2 separate regions of the Mus musculus genome follow, and region 1 is linked to region 2. Evidence: chromatin contacts called from public promoter capture Hi-C data. All regions are on one chromosome and are shown on one strand. The core of a region is the stretch at or near the end of the contact, and the rest is flanking DNA. Distances in the headings are between cores, read along the strand shown.

The links. Promoter capture Hi-C pulls out the DNA fragments that hold promoters and counts their contacts.
Region 1: a contact with region 2 is called in a promoter capture Hi-C map of pre-B cells. The contact joins the promoter of Nfkb1 here to the enhancer-like site in region 2. A contact is called at or near these places in 5 of 39 promoter capture datasets (the C10 cell line, cranial neural crest, embryonic stem cells and 1 more), 2 of 115 datasets of contacts at active chromatin or transcription factors (embryonic stem cells and large pre-B cells) and 2 of 9 other capture datasets (adipose tissue and liver).

What each region holds. Positions count from the first base shown.
Region 1 is chr3:135,687,884-135,694,309 of GRCm38.p6, reverse strand. Nfkb1 (nuclear factor of kappa light polypeptide gene enhancer in B cells 1, p105) reads left to right here and starts at 2,763. Exons shown (of 25, transcript NM_008689.2): 1 at 2,763-3,187.
Region 2 is chr3:135,373,416-135,380,585 of GRCm38.p6, reverse strand. Slc9b1 (solute carrier family 9, subfamily B (NHA1, cation proton antiporter 1), member 1) reads right to left here. Exons shown (of 13, transcript NM_028946.4): 7 at 6,185-6,312. Among named protein-coding and RNA genes, the nearest start is that of Slc9b1, 29 kb to the right of the region's middle. Within about 2 kb of position 3,840, at least 19 of the 459 cell types and tissues checked have an H3K27ac peak or open chromatin away from gene starts, as enhancers often do. A contact at or near this core is called in pre-B cells, where this site is marked.

The DNA of each region.
Region 1 (6,426 bases), core at 1,514-4,013, 310 kb before region 2:
ATACCCCCCTGAAAGCAGGGGTTGAAAACAGAAAACTTTTGAATATTAAAGCAGGGGTACCAGAAGGATGTAACTGGTTTGGTTGTTCCATGGCAGTGGACTGCAGCCCTCATGTTCTAACCAATGATGCCTATGGACACTATTGCATTCAGAAATGAGCCTTTGCAGACCTCCCTGAGCTAAGAGGTGGTCAGAATGGCTAGTTTCTTAACAAGAGACAAGAGTATGGGCTGGGATGGCTCAGAAGGTAAGAAGACCTATTACTTTTGCTTGAGGACTCACACTGGGTTACCAGCACCCATGCTGGGTGTCTCACACCCACCTGCAATGCTAGCTCCAGGTGAGCTGATGATTTGTCTGGATCACACAGATACCTGTGCCACACAGACACCTGTGCCACATAGACACCTGTGCCACACAGACACCTGTGCCACACAGACACCTGTGCCACATAGAAACCTGTGCCACATAGACACCTGTGCCACACAGACACCTGTGCCACATAGAAACCTGTGCCACATAGAAACCTGTGCCACATAGACACCTGCGCCACATAGACACCTGCACCACACAGACACCTGCACCACACAGACATCTTCACCATACAGATACCTGTGCCACACAGACACCTGCACCATACAGACACCTTCACCACACAGACACCTGTGCCACACAGACACCTGTGCCACACAGACACCTGTGCCACACAGACACCTTTACCACACAGACACCTGCGCCACACAGACACCTTTACCACACAGACACCTGTGCCACACAGACAACTGCGCCACACAGAGATCTGTGCTACACAGGTACCTGCAACGCTTAGACACAGGTGCCTGTGTAGCACAGGCACCTGTAACACTCAGACACACACACACACACACACACACACACACACACACACACACACACACAGAGTGAGAGAGAGAATTTAAAATAAATCTTTTAAATAAAAGAAAGGCAGGTCTCTTTGGATCCAGATGAGAGGAAGCACAGGGAAGGGGTTGACACGATAATGAAGCACGACTGAAATGCTGCAGCCAAGCCTAAGAGGGCAGGCATTGCCGCAGCCACCAGAGGCAGGGGCCAGGCAAAGGATTTCTGTGGAGTGTGGCCTTGGCAACCACATCTGAATGTCAGACCTCTTGCAGCAAGGACTGTGAAGGAACAAATCCCTGACATTGGTTTCTGTTGCCACAGACATAGGAGCCTAGTCTACCTGCTTCCCACACAGGCTTCTGTTTTAGGTATATCCCATGGGATCATTTGGAGCTTGAAGTTTAACTAGATACTTCTTGCTGATGAACAGTCTTCAACTTGTGTTCTAGTAGTATATCCCATTGCCTCTACCTTTGTAACAGTCTTATTTATGTGCCTTTGACAATGGGACTGCCCCACCTTGCAGACTGTAGAGTTTTCCCCATCCCACCTAGTCCTCAGAGGAAAGACAAACACTTTATACTTTGTTGTTTCACCAGAGCTTTCAGGCTTTGTATTTATATCATCAGGGAAAAGAATCATTTTATATACTATATAGCAATGTGCTAAATAGTAACAAGGACACAGTTCTTGCCCTCTCCCCCTCCCCCTCCCTCTGTCCCCCCCACCCCCACTCTCTCTCACAGAGGTCTGTGTTTGTCACTTTCTGTCACTCAGCGCTTGGCTTTGTTAGTTATCCAATGAGTTCCAGGTCCAACTGTCCGCTGAGGTTACAGATACCCCCACCTGCAGGAATGCTAAAGATCCCAACGACCACTCTGTTGAGTCATTTCCCAGGCCCGTAGGTTACAATTTCTAATGTCCCATAAATAATAACAACCATCGTTGTCTTCCATCTATAGGAAGCCTCTGAACTCTAGATGGCAAAACGGTCTCTACAATTTAATGATATAGCTTTAAGGTTGATTACAGGGCTCTTTAAGGTCACTTAAAGACTCTCTAATATACAGTGTGGGGGGGGGCACCTGTGTTTCCCTCAACAACATCCCACTGAGAGGGTTTTTTATAACTTCATAAGTGGAACGCTGAGCGGAGGGTTAAGTACCAAAATAAAACTGCATGCTCACTACCTGATTGATCCCTGGCCTTTCAAAGTTGTATTTCCACTTGAACTCAGTAGTGAGACCCCCGAACTCTAAAATAGGTTTAAGTCAAAACTCACTTGGGAGCTACCTAGCCCCAGGCTGTCATTCCTGGCCCATGGAGGCACTTTGCCCAAAGAATAAAGACGCTCAAATGCTCGCAAACGGTCATCAGTGGGAGGCCTCTCCAGAAAAATAACCTCCCTTGAGCCGGATAAGGATTTATGAGCTGTGAACCAACACTGCGGGTCTCACTGTCGCTCTAATTCCATCCACAGCGATGATCACACAGGCCGGACAATGCGCTGTGGCTGAAATAATCGAGCGGATTGAAGACTTCATCCAGACCCAATATAAATTCATGGTTCTCTGGAGAGAACCTCAGCTACGATCTCGAAATTCCTGTCCGCTCTATGGAGCGATCTGAGTGTAGCCGAGACCCCCAGAGGAGGGAACAAGCAGATGAGATTGACTTTTGTGCCCAGCGCGTGGGGACCAGGCCGGTCTCCCGTGGCCTCCAGCTGTCCGGGCCTGCCCTTGGGCTGCGGGCGCCTCCCGGGGGCGTCGCGGCCGCCGCGGGGCTTGGGGTTCGGGGCGCCGGGTCGGGGCGCGCGGGCTTCCCCCACCCCCGGAGGCGACCCCACCTCCCGCCCCCGCTGTGCGCGCGCGCGTGGGTCCGTCCGTCTGTCTGCTCTCTCTCGACGTCAGTGGGAATTTCCAGCCAGGAAGTGAGAGAGTGAGCGAGAGAGGACGAGAGAGAAGTACCGAGGCGAGCCGGGCAGGAAGAGGAGGTTTCGCCACCCGAGCAGCCCGGCTGCGCGCTGACGGCTTCCCGTGCCCTGCGCGCCCCCGGCCTGCCGCCGCCGCCGCCGCCGCCGCCGCCCTCGGCCTGCTCGCGGGCCGGCTCTAGCAGCGCAGGCCGGAGCTCAGGGCCCCGCCGCGCCCGGCCCGCCCCGCGCTTCTCCGCCCGCGCCGCAGCCATGGCGCGCCGCTGAGCCGCCCGCCCGCCCGCCCGCGCCCCGACCCGGCTCGGGCTCCCGCCGGTCCGCGCCGCTCCGCAGCGGGAGCCCGCAGGCGAGGAGAGGCCGCGCCGCATCTCCAGGGTAAGCCCCGGGGCAGGTAGAGGAACGGAGCCGCCAGCTCTCCGCACCACGGTGCAGCGGGTCCCACTGGCTCGAAGCTCCCGGGGTTCGGGGGGGGACTAGGGGAGAGCCCCAAGCAGGAGTCGCGGATCGAGCGGCCCCGGCTGCGGGGAAAGGGCACATCCGCACTGGGCGGCCCCGAGGCCTTGCGGGCCGGCTGGCGGGGCCCTCGGCGTCTCCGCGGGCGGGAACGGGAAGCGGAGAGGAACTCTTGCAAAGTTTTAGAAAGATGTACCCAAGCCCCTGCGGCGGGGTTGGGGTGGGGTGGTGGCGGCCAGGCTGAGGTCCGCCACCGGCCTAGGACAGATAGAAAGGTGCTTGGTGCAGTGCACAGCCAGATTTCACCAAAGGGCGGTCAGTGAAATGAAAGCAGAAGTGCCTGTCAGTCCTCCTGGCTGGCAAAGCCCTTCCCAGCTCCTAAGAATCAGTCCCTCGGGAGAACCTGGGGCCCACTTACCAATCTGAGATAGACACCCCCCCCTCCCCATACACACACATATCATGCATTCAGCTGCCAAATCTCAACTTTGATTTTCAAAATAATAAGGAGGGCCTCACACCGATTCTCCAGGGCTGGCATTTGAGAGAGAAATTACCTACTAATAGCACCTTTCAGACTTTTGATTACGGGGAAACTCTAGGATAATGGCACCATGTTTTGTGCCTGACCTCCAAAACAGAAAACGATACAAACATGACGCCTCTGCTACATGTAGGCTTCCTTCGGTCTTCTGAGACAGACACCAATCTTGGCTCTGTTTATGGGTCGAGTCTAAAACTTAAGTGGGACAAATGATAAAAAGATTTCATCATCTAGATTTAATCTGTTTTGTTTTTTTAATGAACTTTTAAAAGTAAAGGCCAACACTGCAGCTTTCTAAGTAAGCATATTTAACTAAAATTTTTGTTGTTTTAGGGCTGAGAACAACTTGTGGTGTTTATTAACATTTGATGGCTATGGCATCAAATACTGGGGCTCAGACTGGTGGTTAGTACTAAAGATGGAGATGGTGATAGAGTTGGGTGGCTTTCTAGAGGACTCTTCAGCTGATTGTTCTTGGGTGGCAAAAAAAAAATGCATTAATGTTCGTCAGACCTTAAAAAGAGAAACTTGATTAAAGTAAGGTCCTTGCTGAAGTGGGTTTTTTTCCCCCTGATTTTAATATTGCGCTTTCTAGAGATGGAACCTCTTGCTGTTTGATGCACGAAAAAAATATGTAAATTATTTACATCGAAGTCCTTTGCTTTGCATATGAACTTGAGAGGCCTGGAATTTAAAAAGCTGTGCTTCCTGTTGCATTTAACATTTCTCACCCCACTGGATGACTACAAGAACACACATATTGATGGGAATGTGAACTCGGCAACTCTGGTCCCTGTTGATACTTCTGGGAGTCTCTTGCTAGCTTAGAGAAAATGTCTTCTTGGCTTAAGACACTGAGTAAACTTGAACACAAAAGAAGGCTTCTCTGTACACTTAATGCTGGCACTAAAATACTACACTTGCTGGGAAACGCTAACCACTTCAAAACCAAAAGACTTTTAAAGAAAGTTGTTTAATCCTGTTAAAGGTTGGTGGCACCCTGATTATCTCTGTTATCTCTTATCTCTGTTCAGAAATTCAGTTGCCTCTTGCTTGCCACAGATGGCAATTACCTGAGCTGAGGAGGTTGTAAATGTCCCTGGGTTTGAAAGCCAGTTAGTAAATACTAGAGTATACATACAGAAAACAGTCCTTCCCTTTTGTAAGCACTGCTTTGATCTTTCTGCTTCCATTTTGACTTCTGCCCCTTAAAAGTAGCTCAGCCAGGCTGACTGAGCTGCAGTGAGTTGGAAGGGAGCCGCATCAGATTCACTGGTGCTGTTCCTTTTCATGGTCCTTCCGGTGAATCGAGGCTGAGTGGAGAAGCTAGTATTTCTGTGGGCTGTCTTCACGACTCGCAGACTTCCAGATAACTGATGAAGTAAGCCTCTTCGTTGACGTTCAGGGATTGCTCATTGCGGTAGAGAGGTCTAGAGAAAGACTTGGCAACCACATGGACTGTGGATTATCATTCATTCAATCAGCAAGCCATGGTTTCGCCTAATTTATTTATGAGGTATTCCCCTGCTCTGAAGAGGGGGAGAGTTCTGGCTTCTACGGAGAAGTGACCATTTATAACCTTTAATTAATTTGAGCTTGGGCGAAGAAAATAAAGTCGCTGGCGTTTTAAAATAATAAGCTAAAATAATTATTCCCGAGTTGCTATGTGGATTCATTGCTTAGCCACACTGAGGATCAAACCCGGGGCCTCGTGACTGTTCCATTATACTTCGATATACCTGTAGCCTTGCTGTCAGGATTTTTAGAGAATGTATTCAAAATGCCTTTTCTCCCCCTTCATCTAGCAGAGTGTACTGCTGGATGCCGCGTTCTAGGTCCAGAGCTACTGTGTTAGAAAGTGTCCGTGGAACGCACTAGTTGAATCAAATAGAGTATGCCCTGTGTCCTGTGTGTTCTTCTTGCGTGGCAGACTGAGGAGGAGCCCTGTCCAGGACATTGAATGTATGTGAATGGGTATCTGTGGGAAAGTTCTCATGGACCTGTCCTCTGGAAGGAAGTTGTTTTGTTTGGATGGCATGCCAACTTTCTGCTTACAACAAGAATTATATAAGGTAGTGTGGCTGTGTTAGAAGAAAAGGCCCAGGAGAAGGTCAAATAGGATTTTAGTGCTAGAAGACTCTACCGTACTTTGTGCCTGCCTTTCTGTCTGACTAGAGCTGATGGACTACCTGGGCGCTTTCGTCTGCCTCTGGTGATTGTGACTTGCGCTTGTGTACCTCTCGTCAGTACTGAAACTGATTGTCGTGTTAGAGGTGAGCAGGTCCAAGAGTAAGAACAGATGTATCCTAGCAGATGCCTTCTGTTAGAGCACAGAGATTTGAGGCTGTTAGCCAAATGCAGGCACTCAGCCTCAGGGGGAATGCTTGGAAGAAGGGCAGTCTTGGAAGGTCTGGGGAGAGGCTTGAAAACCACATAGTTTGGTAGAGTTAATAGCTCTTATCATCGTTGTGCTGTTGCTTTAATGAGTATACATTGTCTCTCGTTGGGAAGAAAGCGGAGAGGGGGAGAGATGGAGAGATAAAGAAGACAGGAGGGAAGGAGGGCGGGAGGGAAGGAGGGAGGGGAGGAAAGGCATTCTTTTCTGCCAGATGGAATT
Region 2 (7,170 bases), core at 2,591-5,090:
AACCTTTTATGCTGGCCATAGTGGTGAACACCTTTAATCCCAGCACTCAGGAGGCAGAGGTAGGCAGATCTGAGTTCAAGGCAAGTCTGGTCTGCATAATGAATTTCAGGACAGACAGGCCTACACAAAGAAACTCTATCTCAAAAAACTAAAAAAGACAAAAGAACAGTTCAATCCTTTAAAAATATGCAAAATTTCTCTAAAACTCCAAAGTTTCTTTGTATCACCTATAAAATTTAAAAAAAAAAGAAAAAGAAAAACAAGTTAAATAATCTTTATTCTAGAAGAGAAGAACTAGGGTACAGTCACACTCAAACCAAAGCAGAAGCGAAGTCCAACCGTGGAAAAAAGTCCAGTTCTTGGCATCTGGAATCCACTCATGATCATCTAGGCTCCAAAAGGTCTCGCAACCCCATATCACTGGCTTTGCCATCTATAGCACACACAGCTTGTCTAATAGGCTCCATCCCACATCTGTCCCAATTCTTGGCAGCCAATACTGTTCTGGTATTTCCAACATGTGGTTATCTCACAGGCTGCATCTTTACCAGTGGCCTCTTTCAGACTGCATGTTCCCAGACTTCAGTCTCTCACCATGAGCCCTCCAATTCTGGGTTTTACACTGCAAGCTGAACCTTCACCAGTGGCCTCTCTTGGCCTTTCAGTGCCAAGCTCTCCATAGGCCCTTCATGCAAAATCATGGTCGCCTGGGGAACTCTTACATATTACCAAGTTAAACTGTCTGCATGAGATGCAGCCTTGACCCTCTTGGACCACAGCTTCTGTGTGCTGACACTTGGGAAATATGCTGAGGTTTCACACAGTGAAGCAGATCTCTTCTTAATCACCACTGATCTCTCAGCCCCAGTGAGTGTGCCCATTAACCTAGTAATCAGCATAAAGCAATGGTTTCACTTCAGTGGTTCTGGTCTCTTTTCATCGCCATTGATTCTTCAGCTCGAGCTGATCATCTTAATAGAAAATATTACATGAATGGCCTAGGTAGAGTCTTTGCTTCCCTTTGAAACTTTACAAGCCAGGTCTCCACCATCTGTATCCCTTTCAGCATCCCCATCTTCCAAGATCCTTCAACAGTTCATCAAGCTCTGAGCACCAATGGCTTTTCTAGCCCAATGTTCCAAACCCCATCCATCCACACCCTCTCCCAAACACTACAGTCAGGTTTGTCATGGTAATACTCCATGATACTGGCACACATTTCTGTGCTAATTTGGTTTGTACTGTTTTGGTAAAGACCATGACCAAAAGCGACTCGGGGGAGGAAAGGGATTTATTTAATCTTTTGACTCAAAGTCCATCATGGAGAGAAGTCAGGGCAGGAACTCAAGGCTGGAACCTGGAGGCAAGAGCTGATGAAAAGACAACGCTCACTGCTGGCTGGCTTGCTCCTCATGGCTTGATGCATCTGCTTCTTGATGGTACGGAGAACCACCTGTCCAGGGAGGTCACGGCCCCCAGTTGGGTTGGTCCCTTCCATATCAAGCATCCATTAGTCAAGAAAAGACCCCATAAACTTGCCTACAAGCTATATAATGGAGGAATTTTCTCAACTGATGCTCCCTTCTATATAACCCTATTTGTGTCAAGCTGACATAAAGCATAGCCTGCATAAATCATGAAATATGAAAGTCTATATCAGAGGAAAGGTAGATACTGTGCAGGGAGCAACTAGATCCCGACTTTTGCCACAGATGTCCCCTAAACAGTAAAAATACACAGGCTCGGCCACTAACACTCTAAGTACAGTTCTCAGATATCAGCAATTCATTTACAAAATGTAAAATCCAAATAGATATAGCTGAAGGGTCATTTAAAGCAGGAATAATTAGCAGGCAGAATTTTCCATTCAGTTCTATAAAAGTCTATGCAAACAAACTCTGTGGGTACCAGACACGCACACGGTGCACAGACATTCATTAGGCAAGCACTCATAAAATAAAAATAAATACATCTTTAAAACAAATAAAAATCCACATTAAATGCACAAATATGTATGTGTATGCATACTACATTTTCTATGGAACAACAACAATTGAAAGTTAAAAAAAAAAAAAAGCTTTGCTGGGCCTGGTGGCACGCACCTTTAATCCCAGCTGTAGGAAGGCAAAGGCAGGAAGATCTCTGTGAGTTTGACGTCAGCTTGGTCTACAGTGAGCATTCCAAGATAGCCAGGGCTCTTACACAGAGAGAGCTTGAGTTGAAAATACTAAAAGAAAAACAATAAATAAATAAATAAATAACCCAATTTTATAAGAGTATGGAAAAACAAAAATACTTAGGAATCAACCTTAAACCAGTATCAAATTTACACTAAACACCTGCAAACTATAAAACATTGATTGAAAAATTAAGTAGGACTCAATTCAATAGATAGGTTAGGTCACCATCGTAGATTCTACACTGTGTAAGGTAACCAATTTCAAATTATCTATAGAGTCAATTCAATCACATTAAAAGTCCAAGAAGCTATTTTTAAATAATAATTGACAAACTAATCTAAAATGAGTGTGAAAATGGAAAGAACTCAGAATAATCCAATCCCGTAAAATACTAAGTAGTTATTATATATAAGTATAAATAATGATTTTCTGGCAAAGCTGTTACGGTGCAGTAACTGGTGTGGGAACAACTATAAATCCTTGCAGAAAAGCAACGCAGGTGCACCTCGGCTCCTACCTCACAGAGCACAAAGAAAATTGCCTCACGGTGGCCAATGCACCTGCCTAAGCCTAAAAGCTTGTATTAGGAAACCTGTGATATTCTACAAATAGAACCAACCATAAAAGAAACAGGAAACTGAAATCAAATTTTAAATTTCCTCTTTGAGACACTGTTAAAAATTAATGGGGCGATTAGGAAGCCACATGCCGACAGAGACAGGACAGAGCCAGCGGGAGGCAAGGACTCATGAGCTTTGCTGTGGTGCGCAGGGACAGGTGATACGTGCTATTCTTGAGCACTCCTGAGCGGGCGCTGCATCTTTTCCCCGCCAACACACAACAGTCAGGCCATACATACTGAGGTCACATTTAACCATGTCGTGACCCATGTGTGCTTCTAGGTAGCATGTTGTATATCACCACTGCTCACGTTACCTGCCTATTTAAAACAAACAAATGTTTTTGTCTTGTAAACTTTTTAAAAAAAAAAAGAAATCTGAGCCAGGTGGTGGTGGCACCATGTCTTTGATACCAACACTAGGGAGGCAGAGGGTGTAATCTCTGAGTTTAAGCATGGTCTGTATTTCAAGACGGCCAGGCTACACAGAGAAACACTGTATGGAAAACAAAGAAAGAAATCTGATGTTTTCTACTTTCAACCTTTTAACTTAAAACATTTTCAGTCTTTACTTCATTTGACATGTACTGGAAGAAAAATATCAAAATGTAGTTTCTCCTCAAATAATATTCTAATTTCCTTAATATGCTTTTTGACTAAAGCTTCCTTAATCTGACTTGAAATGTCAACTTATGATAAGTGTTATTCACACACGTACAGCGCTGAGCATGGAAGCCCTGTGTTCAGACTACAATACACTCACTACAGGCTGTGTAACTTGAAGTGATTCATCTAACTATCCCATAACTGTTTCTCCATCTGTAAAACTGAAATAATGTGAGACTGAAACCATCATGACAAAGATAAAGAGGGGCTAACATGTGAGAAGCTCACAGAAGAATCAGCAAATTCTTCAAAAATGTTCATTTCTTGCTGCAGTAAGTTCGGGATATAAAGCGAAACGCTAACCATTTCCCATGGTAATTTCTCGTGTCTGAGATGGGTACAACCTCTGACTGGAGAGACGGGGTCCTCTTCTTCTGATGTGGCACTGTCACTTGGAGAAACTGCCAGGTGCTTCCTGTGTTCAAGGCAATGAGACTTGAATGCTGTGTCTGAAAGTTAATAGCTTATAGACAGAATTTGAAACCATAGAAGTTATGGGAGAATGAGAAGGTCTCATACTGGCCCTATAACATTCCTATACTTAAAGGCTAGAAGAGAGAAAAGGATGACTGTTAGAGAAAACAGGAAGGAAGGTTTGGCAAGTTAGGGACTGTTATGGACTGAACTGTGTCCCTGTTCTCACAAATCCACATGCCAAGCTGACCAGCAATGAGGCTAGATTCAGAGAGAAAGCCTTTGAAGAGCTGGTAACAGTTAAAGGCAGTCATAGGTTAGGTGGACCTGGATCAAAGAGGCCCAGTATTTCATCAGAACAGGAAGAGACCACAAGGATGTCTACAATGAGAGGACAGGGCATGGAAAGGCACAGGAAGATGGTGGCAATCTGAAAGCCAGATAGAGAGGCTGAAAGAGAAATCAAACCTGCCAATATCTTCCTTGGCCTTCCAATCTTCAGAACTTTGAAGAATAAATTTCTGTTCTTTTAGTCACTACTTAGCTAGTTATGGAAGGAATTAAAGCAAGTCACATATTAGAAGGAAAAATTCGGATTGTATATCCTAGATGAAAGACTGGTCTAGACATAAACATAGAGAGCTGGAGAGATGCCCAGTGGTGAACAGCACTGGCTGCCCTTCCCAAGGATCTGGGTTGAAACTCCAGAATGTACAAGGCAGCTCACAATCATATGCAACTCCATTTCCAGGGGATCTTGACACCCTCTTCTCACTTCTGTGGATGTAGCATGCACGTAGTGCACGGATATACATGCAGGCAGAACACTCATACACATAAAATAAAGAAGAAATCATTTGAAATTCAGTAAGAAATCAATGGACAACATTTTAAAAACTGGCGAAAGATTTGACTGTCATTTTACCAAAGCAGCTGTATGGGCAGTTCCAGTACCTACAGCAGGGCTTAGTGCCGGTGCTTATTAATTAGAGAAACAGAAGCTAAATTCCACACAGAGAGCCACTCATGGTCTCTAAGAAATGCTGTGAGTGAGACGGCAGTGTCAGTGTAGAGGCCGTGGTGCCCTGATAACTTTCAGCTGAAGGGATAACCAGAAGGCACGTCAAGTGGCTGTGCCTTACACGTGGCTACGCCTTACACGTGGCTGTGTTTTAATTTATACATGATAAAAACATGCCAGGAGTGTAGCTGAGTGACAAAATCCTTGCCTCATATACTTGAGGCAGTGGGTTTGATTTCCAGCACAGATATATGTATGTGTATGTATGTATGCATGTATGCATGTATGTGCATATGTATGTATGTATGCATGTATGTGCATATGTATGTATGTATGCATGTATGCATATATGTATTAGGGTGCTTCACAGTTAAAGTGTGAAATTCACTACATTTAGCAATAAGTATGCAATGAGTGATCGTTTTAAAAATTTGGCTGGAATGTGTAAGTGGATGCAAGAGTTAATGAACTGAAAATGAAAATAAGCTACGAGCTATGGACAATACTTCCAACTTGAAGGATTTTAACACAAGGGAATGGATAATAGAGAAGATTGATAGGGCTCTTTGTGCTGACAGAAAAGGTCGTTTTACATTTTAATGCTCTGAGAATAGAAGCATTTTTATTTACATGCCCATTACTAAAATCTCTCACATATAATAAATATATGGATATGTGTACAAATACATATGTACACACAGTACAATAGTGTACATACTAAAATACACAGACACACAACAGGAGCGGGAATAAGATGAGGGACTATACACTGTACTATACTATTTGACACTATACACTGAGGAACTAAGAATGTGTGAGTAACTGATAGCAGATTTTTTCAGAGATAGGACCTTGCTCTGTACCCCTGACTGGCTACTGCGTCAGCCTCCCTAGTGTGGGATGGCGGGGAGGGGGGGGGGTGCCACAATGCCCAGCAGCAGACATGGAACATGACTCTATCTTTGATCAATTGATTTTTGAGAATTCTTTTTTTTTTTTTGGTTTTTCGAGACAGGGTTTCTCTGTATGGCCCTGGCTGTCCTGGAACTCACTTTTTAGACCAGGCTGGCCTTGAACTCAGAAATCCGCCTGTCTCTGCCTCCCGAGTGCTGGGATTTAAAGGCATGCACCACCACACCCTGTGATTTTTGAGGATTCTTGCTCACCCCTAATAAAATGAGTTTAATGAAGAACCTGGCTATACAATACTCAGAGTATCTAAAGCTTTAATCAAAAACATTTAGCTGTGTAATCTCATGTTATGAGGAAAGGAAAAAATATTACCCTAGTAGGAACCCCCATTGCCAAGGAAAGTTCATAATGAAGTGGGAGAAGAGAGCGGCTGAGCAGGCTTCTAGGAAGCATGGACCAAATGACAAGCGCAGACAGACTCCCTTCAGATGCTTCAAGGCCTGAAACAGAAAAGGTTGCATTTAGATCAATTACAAAGGCCAACAAGACAATTACTTAGGCAAACTTTATAGCACACCATTTCTTGAAGGGATAGCAATTCACCCTTGATAAAGTGCATCCATATCACCAATAATCTATAGTCACCAATAATCTACAGTCACCAATAATCTATAGTCACCAATAAAGATTAACCTCTCTAATTACTTCTACCTCCTTTAATTTTCCCATTGTACATTACAGTGACAATATCCCATTGGATTTTCCCCACCAGTTAATTGGTGGAGAACTATTTAATAGTAATAATAAAAAAGACTAACATGTTAAAAGTAAAAAGAAAAATTCAATATATTTCAAAAGGAAAAAAATTTCTATTTTCTTTATGGCTCAATCATCACTAGCAATAATTATCTACCCTTTTGGTATAAATTCACTAACTCTATATATACAATTCCCACACTTATTTCTGTAGCTATTATGTCCATGACAAGTCACCTTTCAATAATTCAAACAGATTTCTGATCTCCAGATTATAGTATTTTAAGAAATATGTTAAATGAGCTTTTACATTAATATAAAGTTAATCATGAACATATTTATACATAATCATAAAACAAATTATTGAAATTTTTGATCTCTCTTTGAAAACAGAGAGGAAAGGAAGTTTTTACAGGATTACCCTATCCTTTGTTAACCGGAAGAAAACAGTGCCTATGAGATGGCCTCTCAGTTAACTACTAGTAGTCCTGCCTAAGGCACATCTATTTCTATGCACGTTACTAAAGATGACAACTAATAGAGGTCTTATATCATTTATACGAAGATTTCTCTTCATATAAATGCTGATGGCTAGAAATAGA